Linked DNA regions of Zea mays: regions 1 and 2 are each linked to region 3. Evidence: chromatin contacts called from public Hi-C data. All regions are on one chromosome and are shown on one strand. The core of a region is the stretch at or near the end of the contact, and the rest is flanking DNA. Distances in the headings are between cores, read along the strand shown.

Evidence for each region. Hi-C and Micro-C count contacts between places; a contact is called where the count stands out from the background.
Region 1: a Hi-C map of ear shows a contact between it and region 3, with 2.5 times the contacts expected there. The contact joins the promoter of LOC103632918 here to the promoter of LOC100381815 in region 3. A contact is called at or near these places in 5 of 25 Hi-C or Micro-C datasets (ear, endosperm, leaf and 1 more).
Region 2: a contact with region 3 is called in a Hi-C map of leaf, with 4 times the contacts expected there. The contact joins the promoter of LOC100273765 here to the promoter of LOC100381815 in region 3. A contact is called at or near these places in 10 of 25 Hi-C or Micro-C datasets (bundle sheath, ear, endosperm and 4 more).

The regions. Positions count from the first base shown.
Region 1 is chr1:28,143,824-28,147,864 of Zm-B73-REFERENCE-NAM-5.0, reverse strand. LOC103632918 (nuclear pore complex protein NUP155) reads right to left here and starts at 2,395. Exons shown (of 14, transcript XR_556222.3): 1 at 2,060-2,395; 2 at 763-932.
Region 2 is chr1:27,853,343-27,857,172 of Zm-B73-REFERENCE-NAM-5.0, reverse strand. LOC100273765 reads right to left here and starts at 1,389. Exons shown (of 5, transcript NM_001148170.1): 1 at 1,133-1,389; 2 at 986-1,035; 3 at 779-884; 4 at 635-693. The coding sequence starts at 1,267. LOC100382193 reads right to left here. Exons shown (of 11, transcript NR_159445.1): 9 at 3,682-3,749; 10 at 3,484-3,574; 11 at 1,580-2,194.
Region 3 is chr1:27,985,767-27,989,933 of Zm-B73-REFERENCE-NAM-5.0, reverse strand. It overlaps LOC100381815, which reads left to right and starts at 2,305. Exons shown (of 20, transcript NM_001361543.1): 1 at 2,305-2,721; 2 at 2,815-2,928; 3 at 3,011-3,076; 4 at 4,167. The coding sequence starts at 2,629.

The DNA.
Region 1 (4,041 bases), core at 1,146-3,645, 160 kb before region 3:
GTAGAAGAGATGGCCCAGCCCACCAGGCAGGCAGCCCATATATCCTCTGGTTAGGGTTGCTGAGTTGCTCCCATCTCACTGTCGCCGCTCGTCCACAACCATGCATCGCTGCTCCTGCTCCCCCAAGCTCGGCGGCGCTCCCCCGAGTCTCAGCGTCGCCGCTCCCCCGAGTTCTACGCCGCCGCTCCCCCTAGCTCGGCACTCCCTGTGCCGCCGCTCCCTCGAGCTCGTCACTCCCCCGAGTTCTGCGCCGCCAATCCCGCTCCCCAAAGTCTCTGCTAGGCTTCTTCCCCCTCCCCTCTTGCCGACTCTTGGCTAGGCGACGGGGACGCCTAGACTTTTTGGCTGCCTGGACGCCTAGGCGACGCCTTTGAAACCAAGGGTCCAATGCAACTTTATTCCGCTGAGGCCACCACTGCTTCCATGCACCATAAAAAGTTTCTCGATGTACAGTTTGACAAGTAATTTTAACACAGTGGCCAAAAGTTCAAAATTAGCACATTATATACCATACAATCATTTGGCTCAAAACAAATATAAAAATAGACCATGGATGGGAATAGCAATGGAATCTTGTGTAAAGAAATTTACAAAACAACAGCCCTGTGACAAACTAAAACACCCACAGAACGACAAATTGAGAACGAGATAAATCTGAGTACTAAGTAAAAATCATGTCCATTATAAAGGGTGTTCCCTTTTAACTGTTTAAGACCAATCACTCATGTAACAAATAAAAAGAAACAAATATTAGTGATTTACCATTTATCAAATCGCCAGATGAAAAATGAATTGTCAACTGTTGCCCAGGCCCGATGTATGTCAGAAAAAATCCCGCAAAGAGCTGTTCCTTCACCGGCAGCTGTGTTATATCTTTCAATCAACATAGGAGGGAGTTGACGAGTTTCTGCAACTTCTACCAAAGGAGGCCACTGCCAAGACAAAATATGTATTAAGAGAACATAAAAGTGCATTTTCAAAATATTAGTAGAACAACTTCATTATTAAATTCAAATAAAACTTAGAACAAACACATGGTATGTTAGAGAAGGGTTGGTCCAGCAAAGCATTTCTGAGACCTGCATGATCATCGTGTTCAATGTCATTAAAACTTCTGAAGAAACCTTTCCAGCATTCAAAACAAAGAGTTCCAACATGTACCAATGTGTTTGCGGTGTTTCATCCTAGCAGCATAAGAGCTAAAACATGAAACATTTAATAAATCCAGCAAACAGAAAATGCAAAGCAAAACCAAAGACAACTATCTACTTTAAAAGTGTGAAAACTGACCAGTAGTCTATAAACCATGCTCAACCAAACAAAGCAAACAGAATGTCCAGTTCCTACCTCCTCAATTCAATTACCAATACATACAAGAATATGTCCCTTGAATGAATGATGTCAGCAATCCGAAAAGCTGTTCGTCACTGCTGATCTCATATAAGCCAAGGTTGAGCTTGCCAGTAGCCAGTTTCAAATAGGGACCTCCCCTTTTTTTCTTTTTTTTTCTTTTTTGCAAAAACTAGTGTCCTTCGGTTTATGCTAATTTCCACGTGTTTGCCTCAATTTCCAAGTTTCAGCGTAACTTAAAGGACCAAAAACTCTTTCACCGTTTTCTAATGTCAGAATCAGGATTCACATCCTGCCAGGGAATCATGTCATGTGTATGACACACAATTGTAAATTGCTCCCGTGTGACATATAGTACTTCTGTCATGGAGTCTCACTCCCAAAATTTGACCCAAAACTACTCATACTACAATGCAATATATGAACCGAAAGTCCGAACTTCTACTGCAGGTCTGAAGCAACCAAAAAAAAACACCAGAAATAATCAGATGAAATCACTGCTCGCCATGTTTTCCTCCACCTTCATCTTTCGATTCCTCGTCACCCCCATTCTACTGGGAAAAACAATGACACGAATCCCCCAGGACAACTGCAGGAACCCTGAATACAACGGTAACATTCGCCCAAACCGGACACTGACACATCAACAACTCAAGCGTGCGCGTCTATCAGTACACACGCAGCTGACCACAGGTCGCGCAGGGCTTGCCTCCTTGGGGTGCGAGGAGTAGGGGTGGGACGCGTAGCGCGAGGCTTCAAGGGCCTCCTCCAGGTCGGGCTGCGCGGCGGCGTCGCGGCCGATCCGCTCCGAGACGTGAAGACCCGCCGAGGCCACGTCGGGACCGATGGCCTCGTCCTCCCCCCACGCCATGGCCGGAGCGTCGCGGCACAACGCGCAAGTGGTGGGGAACGGCCGAACGTGAGAGCGAGGAAAAACCCTAGTGCGCGATGGAGGCAGGGAGGGGCGGCGGGGCTGGCAAGTTCGGTTGATTTTTGATTCACATTTTTGTGGGCGGGTTCCGGTTTTGCAGGTTGGACCCGAAGTCATTTCACTTGACTTGGCTGTTTGATTCTCTATTCTATCTCATATCTCATTTCTTATTTTAAACTTCTTTCTACAAACAATATTAGTTACAATTCTGCTTCTCCTATTTTACATGATCCAAAAACAACCTTAGAAACTATTTTTTAAAAGCTAGAACTAAAAAGCCTCCAAATAGATCAATTTTTTATTCATTTTCTAAAAAAACTAGTTTTCTCGTTTCTTAAAAACCAAGAAATTAGTACCCAGCTAAAATCAGTTTTTTTTATGATTAGTCATTATTTATGAAAAAACTATAAAGGAATTTTAAAAAAAAAACTAGTGGATCTAAACATTTTTATTCGCTTTTTTTCTGAAAGCCAATTTTTATAAACTAAATGTAGTAACCAGTTTTTAAGAAACCGGAATGGATCAAGCAGGGCTTTATTCAAATCGTTTTTTTCCTTATGCCGACTATAACGTAAAAACGCCACATATCCTGGGAAGGGGAATGGGCTAAGACCGTTTCCAATAACTTCTAATATTTCTATTCTCATTATCTTTATACTCAGTTACGTGTGCATTGCTACGATTTTATATATTATATAGATGGATATTATTTAAATGAGATATTTATTTAAATATGATTATATTTTTATTTCCCAAAAATAGTGTATGTATATTTAATATGACTATCCTTTACAAACATAAAGGCTTTGTTTGGGAGGCTTCGTTTCAAGAATTGCAGCTTTAGTTTTCCAGCTTCACCATGAAACAACTTCGATAGATTGGTTTGTACATAGACTCTAGCTTCTGTAATATAATTAATTTGTGTTAGTTTTTTTAATTACCCTTAATTATTAGCGGCTAGAGAAAGAGACTAAATCGGTAGGTCATATAACCAATGGTATGGTAGATAATTTTTGTGCAACTCTACGAAGAGGTATGAAAAAGTTATTTTGAAGCCCTCTAAAGAGCTTCGAAAATTTCATGAAGCTAACCTCTAGTTTTAGTTTTTTTTAAAAAACTAGGGCTCATGAAGCTAGACCTATTTGGATAAATAAGCTAGAATAGACCTGAAATTTTTAAAGTGAGGCTCTTCCAAATAGCGCCAAAATAACACTTGTTTTTGGTGGTAGATATTGAATTCTTGAAGATAGAGGATAGTGGGTTCGTGCCTCCATCCTTATGCTCCCTTTTTACCTTTTTTTTTTGCTTTTTTCCTTTATATGATTTATGCCACGCGCATGTGCACGGGGCAGCAGGATTTTTGTGAGAGAGTCAACTCTAACCGGGTGGCAAAAGCCATCAGTCTAATCCTAAGAATAAGGGGCTCCATAGGGTTAGCCTAACAAGATGGTTGAACACAAAAACACACGAGAATTTAGAGTGGTTCGAGCCGTCTTACGTAATACCCTACTTCATTTGTGAGTTGTATTGCTGGGAGTTTGAGTGAGAGTGAGTGTGAATGAGGCTGGACTGGGTCTAGGTGTCTCTAGATAAACCTGTCTCTTGTATCGCATGTGTCCTCCCTTTTATAGTCCAAGGGAGCATAGGTACGAAGCCCCGATAGGTGGACTCAGCGATCTAGTATTAAGGGGTTGTTTGGTGCCTAAGCCGCCACAGCGCGCCACAGTTTTGCCGCCGCAGGTGTGGCGGTCGATTCGGCC
Region 2 (3,830 bases), core at 140-2,639, 130 kb after region 3:
CCTACACGCTATTTACCCCTTTAGACACCATAGTTGCTAGATAGAATACGGTAAACAAAATTGAGTCAGATGAGTTATAATCTACTTTATTTTTTTAATTTGCTCATAGCACCTACTAAGATTTACAGATAGTTATGATAAAATTAGTAAATGAAGACTATTAAAAAGCACAGTTGTATGAGAAATGAACATATCCTTGGGTCTGAACATTCCTACTTGTTCCTGATCACTCAATACTTCAGTTCTCTTCCTAGTCATGTGGTTTTATTGAATGTTTAGAGAGCTAATCAACCATGGGAGACATAGTATCACTATCATTTCCCTTCATTTACATATGCACCCACAGTAATGCATGTCAATACCTATGTTTCTGTCTTACGCATTTTCACATTTACTATCTTGATCAAGGGCCTGATTCTATAATTCCAGTCAACAATAGTATCACATTTTATGATTCGTATGTTTAAGATCAAGATCGTATGATTGAGATCTTATGTAGACTCCAACCCAACTTATAATCTACGACTTGACAACCTTAACGACAATATGATCCTTCAATCTTCAACACAAAGCAGCCCAATTCAACATTTGAAACCCCAAACGAACATGTTCGATATGTTCTGGTCATTCTTACTTGTGCATACAATACTTGTACTCCTGGCTTCGAACATAGTCCAACTCCCCTTCCTCAAGCTACACAAGGCAGCCAAGCAAAAAAAATCAGTAAACCAAGTATATCGCAGCTGCTGAAACCCCACATCCTGATGCCACCACTCACCGGATCCCCGCCGTATATGAGGTCGTAGCACTCCGGCGAGAGGCAGCGCAGCACGCAGTTCTCCTTCTCCGTCGGCGAGTACCTGCACACCCATCCCCACAGCCCGCTACGGCACGGCCGAGAGAAACAAACCACCGTCAGAACTCAGAAACATCGCGTCAGATGCGTTCCACTGAATAGTAGAGAACACATCATACTAACACGTACTTCTCGACGTCGGTGTAGCAGGCCTCCTTCTTCTGCCGGATCTCGTTGTCCTGCGCCACGGAGTTCGGTAAGCGCGATGGGATGGATAGAGACTAGAGAGGCGGGCGGAGGAGAGATGGCAGGGTCGGGTCAGGCGGGGAGACGTACGGAGATGGGGCGGCGGGAGGACTTGGCGGCGGCGGAGACGACGAGGAGGGCAAGGGTGAGTACTAGAAGATAGCAGGCGGACGGGAATCGCCGTGGATTCCGGTGGGACGGATGCGACGGCCGCCGGGAAGACATGGCACCGTGTGGATCCCGTCAGCTGGCTCGAGCTGATGTCGCGAGCCTTCTGCTGCGGGCTGCGGCGCTTGTCTCGGTCTGGAAATCGATCGAACATGGCAGAGGCATTTGAACTACTTCGTCTCAAAGCGAAATGAATCGTTTTCATTTGAACACGGCAGAGGCATTTGAACTGCTTCGTCTCAAAGCGAAACGAATCGTTTCCATTTGAACATGACAGAGGCATTTGAACTGTATGGATAGGAGCATTTTTTTTGTGAATAGGAGCATTGTTGTGTTTGTGAATTGTGATTATTCCAATTCGTCTCGCGTCAGAACTGTTGTTTGCATAAATTCAGTGCTTATGAATTATGTTGCAACAAAATCGTTAAACGATATCAAGCCGGGATGGTTACAAAACTTTGTGCAGACAAGATACATACAGTGTACATTAGCCTACGGCCATGTTTCTTCATGTCTTTCATGTGGCTTTCGTCAAAACTCGGAATTGCTGCAGGTGTCTTCTACATATTGGAATAATGAATCAAGAAATGACTAATGAGAAGCAACCCATATTCTGTTAACCTGTACTGCTGCGTCTGGATACCATACACTGCAAGCAAAGCCGGATTCTTTTCCCAGGACGAAGCTTTGCGCGGCAAAGTTACGTATTTATGATCATCATCAAAACTGTGATGTCGCAAACGTTCAGAAATGAAGACGACAGAAATTCACTCTGGCTCAACAGGTATTTCAGCTTGAGTTGGACGGTCAATGCGCTTCCCAGTGTACCTGAGTTTACTTCTGATTACAAATAAGAATATTGCGGTCATGAGGAATCCTTTTAATAGCAAGGGGACAGCCGTATCAGTTCCTCGGCAAGAATTCCATCCTGGGATAATAGGTTGCACACTGATTGAAGCAAATCTTTTATCACCTTTATCATCCCTAGAATGTAATGAATAGAATTATTAAATGGCCTTATCAAAAGTAAATTCAAGCTTTACAGAATGAGAGCAATGTAGATAAGCTAGGCATCTGAACCACATATACATATGGCATTGCCTTTAGATAGCATTTTTTTCCAAGAAAAAAGCAATTAGAGATTCCAAGAGCGCCAAGCCTGCCCTTTTCGTCATGCACTAGGTACTAAAACAACTAGCTTGGCAGATCAATACATCAACATAGTCTTTTAGTCCCAAGCAAGTTGGGGTAGGCTAGAGTGGAAATCCAACAAGATGTCACCAAAAAGAGAAAGAGAGATAAAGGGAAAGGAAAAAGCCATTGAGAGCACTAAAAGGAAAAATGTCTAATCACGGTTCGGGCACATGGATAGCTTCTTTCCAAGCACTTCTATCCAAACACCGATCAATTGGAATATTCCATTTCTTCAAGTCTCTTTTGATTGCCTCCTCCCATGTCAAGTTTGGTCGACCTCTACCTCTTCTTATTATTGTCCCGTCTTATGATGACTCTGTGCACCGGTGTCTCTAGGGGTCTCCGGTGGACATGCCCAAACCATCTCAACCGATGTTGAATAAGCTTTTCTTCAATTGGCGCTACTCCTAGCCGATCGTGTATGTCATCGTTTCTCACTCAGTCCAATCTTGTGTGCCCACATATCCAACGCAATATACGTATCTCTACGACACTTAGTTGTTGGATGTCGTCTCTTAGTCGGCCAACACTAAGCCCCATATAACATAGCAGGCCTAATCGCTAACCTGTAGAACTTGCCTTTCAACTTCTGTAACACTCTCTTATGACATAGGACTCCCGATGTTTGACGTCATTTCATCCATCCCGCTTTGATTCTATGGCTAACATCTTCATCAATATCACTATCTCTATGTAGCATCGATCCCAAATAACAGAAGGTGTCCTTTGGTACTACCTGGACTCCCAAGCTTACATCTTCATACTCACTAATTGTAGTACCAAAGTCACATCTCATATACTCGGTTTTGGTCCTGCTAATTCTAAATCCTTTTGACTCTAGGGTCTGACGTCATAACTCTAGCTTTCTATTTACTCTTTCCCGGCTTTCATCTACTAGGACTATATCGTCAGCGAAAAGCATACACCAAGAGATATCTCCTTGTATATCCCTCGTGACCTCATCTATCACTAAGGAAAATAGATAAGGGAAGATCAATAAAAAACAAATAATATTGGTGTAATCAGTATAGGCCTACTTAAGTTTCATGACAAGAAAAATAATGAGAAATGATGTCTACCTGAAAAAATTCCAGACACGTCCCCAGAATGATCTTCTCTTTGCAGATGGATGATGGTTTCTCTCCCGAAAATTTTCTATCTTTGTAGGTTCTGAATAAACCAAAGAAAAGGCACAGAACAGGCTCAGGACTCAGGAGTCAACCCGTGAGACAGATGCTAGCTACAATAATAACTCAGGAAAATAGATTAAACTTCACCTGGAACTGAGATATTCTGAGCTTTCTTTAGTGCAGCAAGCTCTTCAACTAGCAAACGTTCCTGGCCACTGTAGAAGTCAAAATAACTGTCTGAAGTTATACACCAAAAGTCAAAACAATATAAACCGAGACAGTATTTAGGATGTTAA
Region 3 (4,167 bases), core at 1,056-3,555:
TTGCAGTAGCGTAATGTCCATGTGGCAGAGAAATGAGAGGAATTATTAGCTAGTTTGCAGTCGTTTGGAGATAAATAAATAGGACATACATTGGAGTAAAAAAGGATGTTTGTGCAATGAGAGGAAAGGGTTAAACGTAATGGTAAACTATAAGGCCTTGTTCGTTTGTGTCGGATTGGTGGGTCGGAACGATTCCTAACCGGATTGCTTCTCTAATTTATATAAACTTTGATTAGCTGTAACGATTCCGGGTGCAATCCGACACAAACGAACAAGGCCTAATTCTAAAACTGATATTTGGATACATACTGTTTTGAACCTTTTTCCCGAAGTTACCAGCACAAACAATAGAATACCAAAAAATCACGCGACATAGAGGTGAGGGAAAACTTTAGTTTGCATTCAATTGCAATGAGAAAAAATACTAATATAAGTGGCAAAGCTGATGTGATAATGAAAAATACCTTTTTCTGTTATATTTCAGTATTTCTTCAAAGAGTCGTTGAGAGTGTGTAGATGTCCTTGACCTACAACACAAATAATGTACAAAAGTTAGTCACAATTATCTAACGTGGTTAAACAACGTGGCGTTTAGAAAAAAAATGCAGAACGTAAAGTACAACGTACGATATCAAAGAATGCCATATTTGAAACACCGCATAGCCGGTGGAGGATGAAGAGGACCAACAACGTATAGTATGGAGCGTGGCTAAGCATGACTGTGACCGTGCATGCGCCGGACAACACGGTCATGTGCAATATGGCGACATGACTTCGATAACATACTCTGTTGAGGCGTATTGTCGAACAGCTTGCGTGCGTGGACCAAGTCTTCAGCAAAGTCCAAAGGCAACACCAAAATCTTCAAAGCGTCGCACTGGCTTATGGAGGATTGGGACAAGCAACAACACATAGAGTGAGACGTGGCAGACGACGGACCATGTTGGCGACCATGCATGCATTAGAGAGTATGTTGGTGTGGCCCTGGTGTGGGAGCAAATGGCAGTAAGAACCGGCGACGCCCACCATGAATGGCGTCGATGGCCATGTTTGGCGCTGGTGGTGGACTGGTGGCGACAGGAGGCCCAACGTGGCGGTCGGGCAGAGATGAGGTCTGACATGAGGACGACGACGAGCGACCTGGTTGCCGACGAAGAGAGGGAAGGCGCGGTATAGAGGAATGCGTCGTCCCTGAAAAAGCAAGAGACACGTAGGGAGGGAGGGGGAGCACCTGCACGTCGCCTCCTTCGCCTAGGCTCCTCTAGGCGGGTTCGCCTCGACTCCTTCGTCCAACTATTCCAGTGGAGGAAGCAAGGTGTCAGATTTACTTTTTTTAATGGATGTCCGGATGCTTCCAGCACGGACCGGACGCCGGACGCAACATCGCTAAGGAAGGAGTCTGTTGATGAAGAGCGCTGATTCACGATCCGATGGCGGGAATTAATTAAAGTGACGTGGCTAAATGGTGTGCATGCTTTGCTCCCGCGTTTAATATATAGAAATAAATGTAATTTGCATGTACGTGTATGTTTATTATTATTTAAATAAATATGGACCGAAAAGAATGGGCTAGAAAGAATTATATTTTGTGACATAGGGAGTAATTTATTTAGCCAATCAAACACACTCATCAAACAACTTTATACGATCTTACTTTATAAACTGAAAGCAAATGTAATAGCAAATTCTACGTAGACTATATATTGCGATAGAGAAAAAAATCCGAAGAGAAAAGAAGCAAATATAAACTTACTGTAGAATGAGAGATAGATTAGAAAATTTTTTATAGCGAGGAAAATAAAATATATTTATTTATTTATTAGGATTTGTGTCAAGATCAGGCAACTAAACCGATCCGAACGATCGTGAGGATCGTTGCGTCCGGTCTTCAATGATCCCTCACCTCGAGCTGAACACGCTTTGGGTCTCTCCAGTCGCTATCCTATTTTATTTCTTATTTTTTATTTTAAACTTTAGTTTATAATAAACTGTATAATTATAAGTACTCTATTTTACTACATTTTTTTATTTTAAACTTTAGTTTATAATAAACGGTATAATTATAAATACTCTATTTTATACTATCCGCTGCGTACAACTTTAGCATGAGTTTGGAGAGAGAACTAGCGGATTAGCGGACACGACCGGAGACCCTCGCATGGATTATGGATACACCTGGTCCACGCACTGCGCTGCTCGGCTGACAGTCAAGGTCATGAAGCCCGGTCCCACTTGCCAGGCTGGCCTCCGCTCTGGACCATCACCCACGAGAAACAGGCGCCGTTAATGGCTGCCACAACGGTAAACGTTACCCTTTCGGAGAAGAAAAAAATAGCGGTAGCGCTCGGATCCCTTCTTCCTCCAGATCACACCACCGTCGCCTCCGCCTGCAAATCCATTCCTAGACTCGAGCTGTTGCTGCGAGCGAGCTCGGGTTGGGGCTCAGGTCTCTAGGGTTTCGCCTCCCTGCTCCTGGTGCTCATCGCCTTGGACCTTGGTCTGTCGGGTTAGGGTTGTCGCGGCTGCGGGAGCCGTGGGTCGGCGGGTGCGGCCGATGCGGCGATCGCCGGAGATAGGGAGGCTGTAGCGGCGGCGGGGCAGGGGATCTCCTGGGTGGATTCTCCGGCGATGGCCGCAGACGCACTATCCATCATCCCGGGCGCCGTGCTTCGGAACCTTTCTGACAAGCTCTACGAGAAGAGGAAAAACGCCGCGCTCGAGGTGAGGGATTCAATTCCTCGCGGGCTTTGGTCTTAGAGCAATCGGCAGGGATTTGAGATGATTGTTTTTTTTGTTGCTGTGGCCTTTGTACAGATTGAGGGGATTGTGAAGCAGCTTGCAATGGCTGGGGAGCATGAGAGGATATCAGCAGTTATCTCGCTGCTCACCAACGATTTCACATACTCGCCACAAACGAACCATCGGAAGGTTTGCATAGACTGCAGTACTTCATGTCTCTGTTCTTATGAGGTCAGATTTGTTGAGTTCTGTGGCATTTTGATGTTAGCAGGGTGGGTTGATTGGTCTTGCAGCAGTTACTGTTGGACTCACCAGTGAGGCAGCTCAGCATCTTGAGGTTTGCTAGCGCAAGCGATAACTCTTATCTATTTAGTGTATTCATATTCAACTTTATGCAGTGTCGTCGCGTATTGGGTGAATCCTTGTGGCTCTTAAAGGAAACATGTGGCTATTTGCCTTAAACCCTGCATGCATAATCTGTAAATGGCAAGTTGGCAACTACGGGGTTGAAATTGCCAATGTCAACTTGCCTTACTGAGCTTCACCAATGGATCATGCGTTCTTCTATTAGTCAATGGTTCCAAATGACTTCATTTCTTGTGGTCTCAAGCACTTCATATTTCCCACAGTGCTGAAGGACATTATTATGCTTACAGGTTCACCATGAAAATATTTGTCCCAAGGTTTGCAAATACTTGGAGTTTTTGGAGAACGACATGGTCTCCAAAACATAGCTTTGATCATTATTTGTTAATAGAATGTAATTGAACATCCTAACACATTTATTCTTTTATGAAAGCATTTTTTAAGGCAAATCTATGCGTATGATTATCAAGTTTCTAAACTGAACACATTAAAAGTTTTTTGTAGTCAAAGTTTTAAAGTTTTACTTAAACTTTGTCAAAAATGTCAATTGTTTGCCAACCATAGGGATTAACTTCTACGGGTTGTAGATATGGGCATATGGCCTCCCACTTTCAGACACTTCCTTTCTGGCATTCTTTTAACAGATTGCATTTGATGCTTGGAAAATATTAGTTCTATATGTTGTTATTCATACATTAATTCGTAGGATTTTATTTAGGTTTACCTTTGCCATCAACTGAAATGGATATTGTGGATCTGGAAGAAAGGTCAATGAGGGAGATTGCAGGGCTCTACAGAAAATTTTCCTTTGATGTGGTTAGATCTTGGGAATCGAGATAAATGCTAGATGGCAATGTGTGCTCATGTTCAAATCATATAGTTATTAGTTTAATACAAAGCTTCTGTTACCATATACAAACACACTATTATTTTGTCACATGTCTACCCAGCAAAGAAGCTGTTAACATGAATTATGATTATTGCTTACATTATATTTTCTGTACTATATTCTGTTTTGCCAATTTGACTGTACAATAAACTCTGTCGCTTTGTGCTTCCAGC